2 separate regions of the Mus musculus genome follow, and region 1 is linked to region 2. Evidence: chromatin contacts called from public HiChIP or PLAC-seq data. All regions are on one chromosome and are shown on one strand. The core of a region is the stretch at or near the end of the contact, and the rest is flanking DNA. Distances in the headings are between cores, read along the strand shown. Region 1 has its middle 12 kb from the start of Asb17. Region 2 overlaps St6galnac3 (ST6 (alpha-N-acetyl-neuraminyl-2,3-beta-galactosyl-1,3)-N-acetylgalactosaminide alpha-2,6-sialyltransferase 3).

What was found. HiChIP or PLAC-seq counts read pairs in DNA pulled down with a chosen protein or histone mark.
Region 1: an H3K4me3 HiChIP or PLAC-seq map of fetal liver shows a contact between it and region 2, with 4 times the contacts expected there. The contact joins two enhancer-like sites. A contact is called at or near these places in 9 of 39 promoter capture datasets (the 3T3-L1 cell line, the C10 cell line, cranial neural crest and 6 more), 2 of 484 Hi-C or Micro-C datasets (the G1E-ER4 cell line and erythroblasts), 4 of 115 datasets of contacts at active chromatin or transcription factors (T-cell acute lymphoblastic leukemia, embryonic stem cells, fetal liver and 1 more) and 2 of 9 other capture datasets (adipose tissue and embryonic stem cells).

The regions. Positions count from the first base shown.
Region 1 is chr3:153,829,200-153,834,862 of GRCm38.p6, reverse strand. It overlaps the pseudogene Gm25757. Among named protein-coding and RNA genes, the nearest start is that of Asb17, 12 kb to the left of the region's middle. Within about 2 kb of position 3,337, at least 34 of the 459 cell types and tissues checked have an H3K27ac peak or open chromatin away from gene starts, as enhancers often do. A contact at or near this core is called in the G1E-ER4 cell line, erythroblasts and fetal liver, where this site is marked.
Region 2 is chr3:153,686,383-153,692,029 of GRCm38.p6, reverse strand. The region is part of intron 1 of St6galnac3 (ST6 (alpha-N-acetyl-neuraminyl-2,3-beta-galactosyl-1,3)-N-acetylgalactosaminide alpha-2,6-sialyltransferase 3); the gene reads left to right. Among named protein-coding and RNA genes, the nearest start is that of St6galnac3, 36 kb to the left of the region's middle. Within about 2 kb of position 1,834, at least 61 of the 459 cell types and tissues checked have an H3K27ac peak or open chromatin away from gene starts, as enhancers often do. A contact at or near this core is called in the G1E-ER4 cell line, erythroblasts and fetal liver, where this site is marked.

The DNA of each region.
Region 1 (5,663 bases), core at 2,088-4,587, 140 kb before region 2:
TAAATGGGTGTGGCCACTCCAGTGCAGGTCAGTGGTATCAGATCCACCTTGATGTAGGAACTAGGAACCAAATTCGGGTCCTTGGCAAGAACAGTCTGAGCCCTTAACCACTGAGCTGTGTCACTGATCCCCACTGCCTCTTAGACTTTAGCACTCTGTTGTATTAATTGGAGTTCTTCAGCTAATGGAGCCAATATATATGCAACACACACACATACAAACACACATACATATAGATGTTGTAGGCTCAAAACCATCCCCACTTTGTAGATGAAGAAAATGATTTCAGGGCTTCCCCAGTAAACACCACCCGTGGATGGCAGGGGACCTTCTCCAAGCTTGGTCTGCCTGACCAAATTACTTTTTTTCTTTTTAATTCACAACCTTGGCTTTTTTGTTTGTTTATTTGGTGAGAATGAAATGTCAGACATGAATATCAAAGTATGTGCAGAATATAGACTCATCATATCTAGCATTTTTGGAGGAATTGACATTAAATGTATTATTAGGGATGGAGAGATGGTTCAGCTATACCGTATGAATCTGGGTCCCCAGCACTCAGTTGAAATCGGGCTGTGGTGGTGCATCTGCAAACCCAGTGCTGGGAAATGGAGACAGGGGGATAGCCAGGACTTGCTCTGGCTGAATTCCTGTCCTGAAGGTTCAGGGAAAGAACCTGTCTCAAATAATAAGATGCAGAGTGATTAAGAGAGACACCTGACTCTGACTTCTGGCCGGCACGCACTAGTGTACCTTCAAACACAAGCACACACAAAATAGGACAAGACAAAATTACTATTAGCTTATTAATATAAGCCTTTGTCTTAGAAATCTCAGTACTGAAGATGCCTTAGAAATCTCAGTAGTGTAGATGCCAAGGTAGACTTGAAAGGAAACTATATTTGACCAACATTAATCTTTACTCTTTCCCTTGGCTTCTCAGCATAATGATAAAAAAGTGTAAGTTACCAGACAAGAGATTTCTCCAATATATCCTCTTGCAAAGATAATGTTACCTTTGGCACAGATAACGCTTTATTCTTGCTGATGTCGTTAGAAAATGACAAGGTCGGCCGAAATGAGAAATAGACAGGGTCTCTGTCTCTCTAGTTTTTAATAAGCATTGTCAAAAGAAATAATAATCAGATTTGAGCTTGTTTGTCCTTGAAACACCTTTAAAAGTGCTTCCCTGAAAAGCTGAGGGAGACCAGAAGCAGTCAGGAAAGACAGGCAATCTCGGTGCATTTCCTTGTAGGTGATAGGAATAAGATGCTTCTTGGCGACTCAGATGCCTGGATTGTTTTTCTTGGATGTTGGAAAATGGTAGTAAAGCAAGGCCTGGTGCGTTAATGAGCTGTGCGCTCTAATGTGTGCATGAAACACAGCTCTCTAGGCAGGCAGTGTCCTTCCGAGCTTTATCCCAAAGACTCCCCCAGACTCCTCTCTCAGGTAAGACTTGAGACTTTTCATGGAGAACTCTTTATGTATACAGAACCCTGCTCCTGCCATTGGGTTTTGCTGTGGCTTGGATGACTGTCCCAGAATACCCATGTGGTAAAGGCTTGGTCCCCAGCTTTCAGTGACACCAGAGGGCGGTGACCTTTGGGTGACTTTTGGTTCTAGTGAGGATAGTCATTGCGTGAGTGTTCCTTGCTTCCTTCTCTATGCAGCTGCCGTGGAGTGAGCATTTTTTTCTCTCTCTCATGGTGAATCCCGAAGGCAACAGGACCGAGGAACCAGAGGCTGAAACCATGAAGCAAAATAAATCTTTTCACTTTTTTTTTTAAAAAGATTTTTCAAACCTTTTATCGGTTCTTTGTGGACTTCACATCATACTCCCCAACCCCTCTCATCTCCCCTTTTACCTGCCTGTCACCCTTGCAACCTCCCTGCCATAGAGAAAAATAAAATCTTGTGGAAGCTGCGGTGTGCACTCTGTGTCCCACAGTGTTTGCTTGCAAACGCTCACTGCAGTGAGTCACTGGTCTGGATGGAGGCCTCTGGCTTCTGCTACACCATCAGTACTGGATCCTCACTGGGGCTCCTCTCAGACATCCCGCTGTTGCCCTTTGTCATGAAGATCCTGTAGTTTTGGATCTGTAGGACTCCAGCAATGGGGTAGATGTCGGGGTGGGCCAATTCAAAGGCCTGAATCCAGGCCTGAAAGTGTCAGAGATGGTCAGCCCACTGGCTCTCCCGCCCTCGTGCATGCCCTGGGGCCAGCTCACCTGCCTGCCCCAAAGGTGAGTGAGGGGAGGAGGGTGTCTCTCACTGTCTGTGTCACCACTGCCCAGCAGACCACAGGCAGAACCAACTCTCTTGTGCTCACATCCTTGGGGCCTGCTCATCTGCAAGCCCCGTATCAGGCTCAGCTCCACTACTGCCTCCTAGGTGAGATGCAGGGCCTGCTTTCCACATTGCTGCAGCAGTTGGGGGGGGGGGGGCAGGACTGTCCCTGCTACTCTCATGACCCCAGTACCAAGTCTCCCTCCTGCCATTCTAAGTGGCAGGGTTGAGGGTGAGGGACACTTCAGCATATCAGACAAGAGGCAGGTCAGCTCTCCCACGCTCACACCCTCCTGGTTGGCTCACCCATAACCCTCATATCTATGACCAGCTCCATTGTGCTGCCCAGATAAGGTGCAGGGCCTGCTCTTCCAAGTACTGCAGCAGGTAAAGGGAAAGGCCCTTCTCCTGCTCTCATGATTCTGTCAAGGTCAGCTTTCCTGCCTGCCGCAGAAGGGGGTGACCCCCCCCCTCCCCTGCCCCCTCTCTCATCCAAGCCACAGGGAGACTAGTGGTAGGGCCATTTCTCCCAAGCTTGCATCCTCAGGACCAGCTAACCTGCAACTCCCACAATGTGCAGGGCCGACTCTCCAGAGTGCTGTGGCTGGCTATGGGCAGAATCAGCTTTCCCACTCTTGTGCCTCTAAGACCAGCTCCTCTCAATGCCCAGGTGAAGGGTAGGACCAGTTCTGTACAGCCCTTTGGCAGTAACAGACCCCTGCTGCTGAAGGGCCACAGACCCAGATGTGACCACCTGGTGGCAGCACAGGCCACCATGGTCCAAGGTAGCAGCACTGGGTACTCACAGCAGGCTGTTCCTCACTACCTCTCTCTCCACTGTGCCCACTTCCTTCTGCTTCTCCTTCTCTTTCATTTCTCCACGACTCGCTTGCTCCTCTTAGTGGTGCCCGGGTGGCTCAGGGTCTGAGGTCGTCTCAGGAGAGGTCTCAGGAGTGCTATGCCCTGCTTGTGCAATATGGCACAGGGCAGGAGTCATCTTGGGCATGATCTGTCCCCACCCTCTAGGCCTGGAGGGCGACAGATTAGTGTTCATCTCAGGCCAGCTCCTCTACCGGCCCACCTGTGCGGCCATTTGTCTTGGGCTCACTCCTGCCTGGGGCCTGCTGTCCCAGGTTGGCTTCTTCCCGCCTTTGGCTTGCTTCCTGTCCTGGGAGCCTGTCCAGGCCTACCTGGCACTGTCTTGGTAGTCATCTCAACCTAGTTCCCTGTCCAGGCCCTGTGGTGACAGACTGGTGGTGGTCTCAGGCTCACTTTTTTTCAGGAAATGTTAGGCTACTAATCCTTCAGATGTCTGAAGGTCAGAACACTCAGCATAGACATAGCCTCTCTCCCCTCTGCCACCTACTGACATCCATGTGACACAGCAGCCACACCTGCAAGAGCAGGAACAGCTCGGCTTTTTAAGTTGCTCCATCCCAGGCATCTGTCACAGTAACTGTCTCACTTGTCTGATGGGTAGCTGACTGACATTTGTCGTCTCTCGTCCATCCTTCTCTAGGGCTCAAATCTTCTCTTCCCCTCAACTCTACACTGTGTATTCTTTTTTTTTTTTTTTTTTTTAAATTTTATTTATTTTATCATTATATGTAAGTACACTGTAGCTGTCTTCAGACACACCAGAAGAGGGAGTCAGATCTTGTTACGGATGGTTGTGAGCCACCATGTGGTTGCTGGGATTCGAACTCTGGACCTTCGGAAGAGCAGTCGGGTGCTCTTACCCACTGAGCCATCTCACCAGCCCTCTTTTTTTTTTTAAAGATTTATTTATTTATTATATGTAAGTACACTGTAGCTGTCTTCAGACACTCCAGAAGAGGGCGTCAGATCTTGTTACAGATGGTTGTGAGCTACCATGTGGTTGCTGGGATTTGAACTCCAGACCTTCGGAAGAGCAGTCGGGTGCTCTTACCCACTGAGCCATCTCACCAGCCCTACACTGTGTATTCTTAGCAAAGGTGCAATAAACAAGGCCCTTAAGATGTAGTGATGAGCCACAAGTCCCACCATGTGTTTTCTTTGATTGGTGGTTTAGTCCCAAGGAGCTCTGGGAGTACTGGTTAGTTCATATTGGTGTTCCTCCTATGGGGCTTCAAACCCCTTCACCTCCCTGGGTACTTTCTCTAGCTCTTTCATTGGAGACCCTGTGCTCAGTCCAATGGATGACTGTGAGCATCCACTTCTATATTCGCCAGGCACTGGCAGAGGACCTCAGGAGACAGCTCTATCACTCTCCTGTCAGCAGGCTCTTGTTGGCATCTGCCATAATGTCTGGGTTTGGTGGTTGTTTATGGGATGGATCCCCAAGTGGGGCAGTCTCTGGATGGTCGTTCCTTCAGTTTCTGCTCTGAACTTTGTCTCTGTAACTCCTTCCATGGGTATTTAGTTCCCCCTTCTAAGTAGGATTCTGAGCTTCTGGGCTAATATCCACTTATCAGTGAGTGCATATCATGTGTGTTCTTTTGTGATTGTGTTACCTCACTTAGGATGGCTCTAGCTGCATATGTAGCAGAGGATGGCCTAGTTGGTCATCGATGGGACGAGAAGCCCTAGGTCATGTGACGGTTCTATGCCCCAGTACAGGGGAATGCCAGGGCCAGGAATGGGAGTGGGTTGGTTGGGGAGCAGGGAGAAGGGAGAGGGGATAGGAGATTTTTGGAGGGGAAACTAGGAAAGGGGATAACATTTAAAATGTAAATAAAGAAAATACCTAATAAAACAAAAAGATGTAGTGATGAGTCAGTATTACTGTGACCTCTCTACTTTTATAAGACAGTACACAGTTCAGGGCAAAGAGCTTTTCTTTCTGCACCAGTGTGACTCAGGAGGAATTTGCCGCAGTTAGTGAGATGCTCTCTCCTCTCTCCTGACACCCAGGTCAGGATTGCTCATGTCTCATCTCTTCTCACACAGGCTCTCTGTTCCAGCCATGCTGGTGATGACACAAATCAGCCTCCCTTCATGCAGACTGGTGCATCACTGTCCTGTCTCTGTATAAGGTGCCAGGGCTAAGGTCCCTGCTGCAAATGTTTTCTACCATCTTCCTGGGCACCCCACGCCCTTCACTGAGCCTCGCTCATTCAATGGCCTACTTTTCCAGGATGCATAGTTTAGTCTAGCACAGGAGGCATCCTCCAAGAAAACACTTAAGGATCATGTGAGGAAATATTCCGCTAATGGCTCTTGGTGAGAGGACTTGTGGTAGATTCCCTAACATCTGCTAAGTTTATCTTCTTATAAGAAGCACAGGAAATACACAATACAGTGAAGAGAAGCCAATCAAACAATAGAGCTGTGGAGATGTATGGGCATGTTAGATCCATGCTCAGCTTCCTCACCTGAATGGAGTAATGATAGTA
Region 2 (5,647 bases), core at 585-3,084:
GCGCTTGTAGGGATTTGCGGGCCCTTTGAAGCCCCACTGAGGCCAACCAGGTGGGATCCTAGCTCTGTGTTGTCAAGTTTGTGGGGTTTCACAGACCGTTTGAAGCTCCTCTGAGGTCCACCAGTTGGGATCGTGTTTCTGGGATGTAACCCCTTTCTGGGTTAATTGTATCCTGATGTATATCAAGGCTTCCCCATTGTAATTGGAGGTAGAAACTGACCTTGTGCTGCGACAGCTGAGCTCAGCTGAGGTTGGCCTGCTGATGGCTGCTGCCTTGTAAGACAGATAAGAGAGAAGCAAGTGACTCTGTAGGGTTGCTCAAGATAAAAAACATGTCTGTGCCAAAAGCACTGCCTTTGTGCTGGTGGTTTCCTGACGTTTGGTGGGAAGGGGGAAGGGGAGGGTCTAAAATGCTTTATGACAAATTTAAATCCCTCAGTTGAAACAAACTAGAATGAAGGGAAGGGATCCCTCTGTGATGGATAAGCTCAGTTCATTAGATACTTGCACACGTCCCTGTCATCTTGGAAAAGGCAATACAAGCACAGTGAGTTGTGTGTGTGCACGAGTGTGTATGTGTGTGCACATATATGTATGAATATATGTGTGTGGTATGTGTGTTTGAGTATATATGTATGTTGTATGAGTACAGGTATATGCGTATAGTGTATATGTGCACATATGTTTATATGTGTGTGTATACATACGTATATATATACACACATATGTATATATACACATATATATGTGTGCATGATTATATTTGTACATATGTGTATATATATGTGTGTGTGGGATGGTGTGTGCATTTGTATGTGTTGTATGAATGTATATTCATGGGTATATATGTCTGTGTAATGTATGTATATATGTTTGTACATATATGTATATGGTGTGTATATATGTATTGTGTGAGTGTATGTGAGTATATATGCATATATGTATATACAGATGGTGCATGTGTGTGTGTGTGCATGGATGTGTGTTTGTCTGAATTCAATGAAAATTTTGCATCTGAAATCCAAGAGCATTCCCTCTGGAACACCTTGCTTGAATCAGCCTGGCAGCTAATCAGAAAGCTACCAGGCTAGGCCTCTGCTTTCATATTATTTAATTAGATGAGTTATAGTTTCTCTGACAGATCTGGTGCAGCCTTTGTGTTCCTGGGAGGAGCGGTGTATAACTTGTGGTCCCAGAGAACAGTGCACCCTGGCTTCACTTGCAGCTTAGCAGCTCTGGCTTCCATCAACATAAACAGGAGTTGCTGATGGCAGAAGAGGAGGCCCCTTTGGTGTGTGCTGATGCTCCTTCTAGTCACAGTAAGGAGGAGGAGCCCCCTGCTCCCTCCCTGTGCTCAGGAGTAACTGGAGACTTCTTCAAGTAGAAGGGCATCATGTTTCCTTGAAGAAAACCAAAGCCTGCAGTAAACTGAGCTGAGAAGGGCTAGGACCTTGCTGCTGAGCTGAGAAGGGCGAGGACCTTGCTGCTGGTTATAAAGAGCTATGGCAGAAGCAGCTGAAGGGATTCATCGTCCCCAGAGCTGCTGGACATTACTCTAGAATGTATGGAGCACATACAGAACTTACAGAACATTTCTGAGTATAGAGAAATAGCCAAGTTCTGTTTTCCCAGAATCTCTTATGTCCCCTGTCCATTTGGCTGTGTCCTTATCCACTCTGTCGTATCTTGAGGTGCTTCCTCTGACCTAGTGGGTCAGTTCTCAGGCCAACCTGACTTGCTTGCTCCCAGCACCCTCTGCCTGCTAGGGTACTGTGCAGAGCCAGGGCTTGCAGGCATACTTGCAGAGGGGCCATCCCTCGTGAGTCACGTAGGAGCTGCTGGAGAAAGCAGATAAGTGGCAGCTACTCTGTGAGTTGGGTTGTGGAGTCGGAATGCGCAGGGGAGGGCTGAGGAGTTGATCTTTCCAGCATAGGTTTAGGAAGGGATCGTGTTGACTGCACTTCTACTATTTCCCCTGCTAACAAATTATTAAGGTAAATTTCCACTGGGGGAAATGGACAGTAACTGAGCATGTCCCACATCACACGTTCTTTTTGAAAGTTCTGCGGAAGTCTGGGCAGTGAGCCGAGAACGTTCATGCACATTTAATTTGTTCCCCTGTCGGTTGGAGGTCTGGGTGGAACCTCTCTGGATTGACCACGCCTCACTCTCTGTTTTTTTTTTTTTTTTTTTTTCTGCCTTCTAGGAGGTTAATCTAATTCCTTTTCATTTTCTCCATTTCTCTTTTATATGCTTCGTGTCCCTCTGCTCCCTGGAATGGTGTCCTCAGAAAAGAGAGAGATTATTCATTCTGTCTTATGCACCTTAGTATGAAGGACACTGTGAAACGTAGCTGTTGATACTCCCTGGGGAGTTATTGCTGTCTGTGAACGAGAAGACCTGGCCTTCTCTGCATGGAGGCAGAAACCAGCACTCACATGAACGTCAGCATGGAGCCCTGTGTGCCGCTTCATTGTGCATCACTGTGAGCCTGAGCACAGAACAGCGGATGCAGAAGCACCATAAGTACCACTGTCCTGGGAGAGATGGGGTCTTGCGGATTCAGCTTGCTACTTACTCATGCTCTCTGGCTTTGGGGGTGCCAGCTCACTGGGCTTTTTAAAATGAGAAAGCTGTGTTAGATGGTCTTTAGTTGCTGTGTACAATTGAGAGTCCAAGGGTCAAGTTGAGCCCTATGGAAACAGGCTGTGTAGACAGAAGATAGATACCTAGCAGTGGGTGACCTTAGAGTACCAAGGCTGCCCCAGAAAGGTCTTTCAGAGCCTAGCAGACAAAGAAAAATTAAAGGTTGTATACATTTAGAGTGGATGCTAGACTTTTCCCACTGGAGATTGTATGCCTTGTCTGGGGCTATACTGTGATGAGAAATATTCAAAGTTTGTGTGGGTGAACCCAAGCCACAGGTAGAGGTGAATTATCTTATCCATGAGGAGTAAAGATGCCTGTTCAACTCTAGGCAGGTATGGAGGAGAAGATACCAGTGTTCTTAGGCCTGGCCAGCCAGTTTTCAGACCAACAGAGAGGATCAGTCTCTGGGGGGCACTGATCGAGTGTAGGGAAATGGTGAAACACTGCCCAGGGTCCTGATGAACCAGGGAGGCAATCCTAGATCAGTGGTTCTCAACCTGTGGTGGCTTGAGCAGTCTTGTCACAGGGGTCACTAAGACCACCTGTATATCAGATATTTACATTACGATTCATAACAGTAGCAAAATTACAGCTGTGAAGTGGCAACAGAACTAATTGTGTGGTTGGGGGGTCAGCACAACACTAGGAACTGTTAAAGGGTCACAGCATTAGGAAGGCTGAGAAGCACTGTCCTAGGCTGGGCTGTCTGTGAGGTTTTCAGTTCTCACTATGCATTGCCACCTGGGTTTTTGACTTAACATTTATTAGTAAGTCTAAATTTTACTCACACTTGCTTTTTGAATGACGTGTGTGCGTGTGTATGTGTGTGCGTGTGTCTGTGTGTGTCTGTGTGTCTGTGTATAAATGGGAGAGCACTGACATTCCGTGTCTAGATTACTTGAGGTGTAGCAAGCATGGACTGCAAACTTGAGCAGTCCTGTTGGAGGAGGTGAACGTAGCCTCACCCAAAGTACTGCTCGTGCCTCACTGACTTATGCTTCTGTTGAATATGGCGCTTGGGGCGATCTTGCCAGTCTCATTACATCTTCAGGGCCAGGGCACATAGAGATTCCAGATGACACTATTATGAGGCCTTATTTGCTAACCAGAACTCTGTGGTAGAACAAAAATAATGAGCTATTTCCAAGATTCTTGGAGAAAATGAAGGGCCCAGACTATGACCTGGATGGTTTTGATTCTGACCTGAGATGATGCGGTGACCTCATCGAGTGACCCCTTTGGCCAGGGGTGATCTGACTTCAGTTCCTGGCTTTCGTCTGTGGCCACTTGTAATTCAGTGACAGCTCTCTTGATCACCATTGTTGTGGTGATTTCTGAGGGACATTCTGAGACAAGAAACTCCCTTGTTTGTGGATGTTAGCTTTGGAAATGACAAGAAAGCCTCTGTTGCAAAACAGTACACACTGTCTAACGCGAGGTGGGTGGAAAGTAAAATACTGCCCTGAAGGAGGATACACTGTCTAACGCGAGGTGGGTGGAAAGTAAAAATACTGCCCTGAAGGAGGATACACTGTCTAACGTGAGGTGGGTGGAAAGTAAAATACTGCCCTGAAGGAGGATACACTGTCTAACGCGAGGTGGGTGGAAAGTAAAATACTGCCCTGAAGGAGGATACACTGTCTAACGTGAGGTGGGTGGAAAGTAAAATACTGCCCTGAAGGAGGATACACTGTCTAACGTGAGGTGGGTGGAAAGTAAAATACTGCCCTGAAGGAGGATACACTGTCTAACGTGAGGTGGGTGGAAAGTAAAAATACTGCCCTGAAGGAGGATACACTGTCTAACGTGAGGTGGGTGGAAAGTAAAAATACTGCCCTGAAGGAGGATACACTGTCTAACGTGAGGTGGGTGGAAAGTAAAATACTGCCCTGAAGGAGGATACACTGTCTAACGTGAGGTGGGTGGAAAATAAAATACTGCCCTGAAGGAGGATACACTGTCTAACGTGAGGTGGGTGGAAAATAAAAATACTGCCCTGAAGGAGGATACACTGTCTAACGCGAGGTGGGTGGAAAGTAAAATACTGCCCTGAAGGAGGATACACTGTCTAACGTGAGGTGGGTGGAAAGTAAAAATACTGCCCTGAAGGAGGATACACTGTCTAACGTGAGGTGGGTGGAAAGTAAAAATACTGCCCTGAAGGAGGATACACTGTCTAACGTGAGGTGGGTGGAAAGTAAAATACTGCCCTGAAGGAGGATACACTGTCTAACGTGAGGTGGGTGGAAAGTAAAAATACTGCCCTGAAGGAGGATACACTGTCTAACGCGAGGTGGGTGGAAAGTAAAAATACTGCCCTGAAGGAGGATACACTGTCTAACGCGAGGTGGGTGGAAAATAAAAATACTGCCCTGAAGGAGGATACACTGTCTAACGTGAGGTGGGTGGAAAGTAAAAATACTGCCCTGAAGGAGGATACACTGTCTAACGTGAGGTGGGTGGAAAGTAAAATACTGCCCTGAAGGAGGAGGAAGTGTGAGCACTAATATTCGTTAGCGTGAGAGATCCCAGCGTGGCCTCCGTGGCTTTCATGGCTTCCGTGGCTTCTGTGGCTTTTGTGGCATTGGGTTCTAGACTTCTATACTGTGGCAATTTCATTAGGTAGAGTAAGAGGTCCCACAGTGGCTTCTGTGGCTTTATCAGGTTCCGTACTTGCATACTGTGGCAGTTACACAGATTGAAAGTTATGACTTGTGTGTTCTGTTACCAATTTCTTTCCCAGAACAGGGATGGCATGTCCTTCACCAGGCCCAGGGGGTGTGGTCTGGGAAGGCTTTTTGCCTTCTCTCTCATTTTAGGTCCTACATGAATCCAAAGCAGACATTTTACTCAAATGTAGAGCACATATTTAAGTCCCTTATTTCTTTTATGGGCTTAGACTTGTACAGCTGAAGAAGAAGCTCTTAGGGGACACAGACAGGGTCGGACAAACCGGAGAGTGCCTGTGATGGGTGGGCTTCTGCTTTTAGGTTTGCCA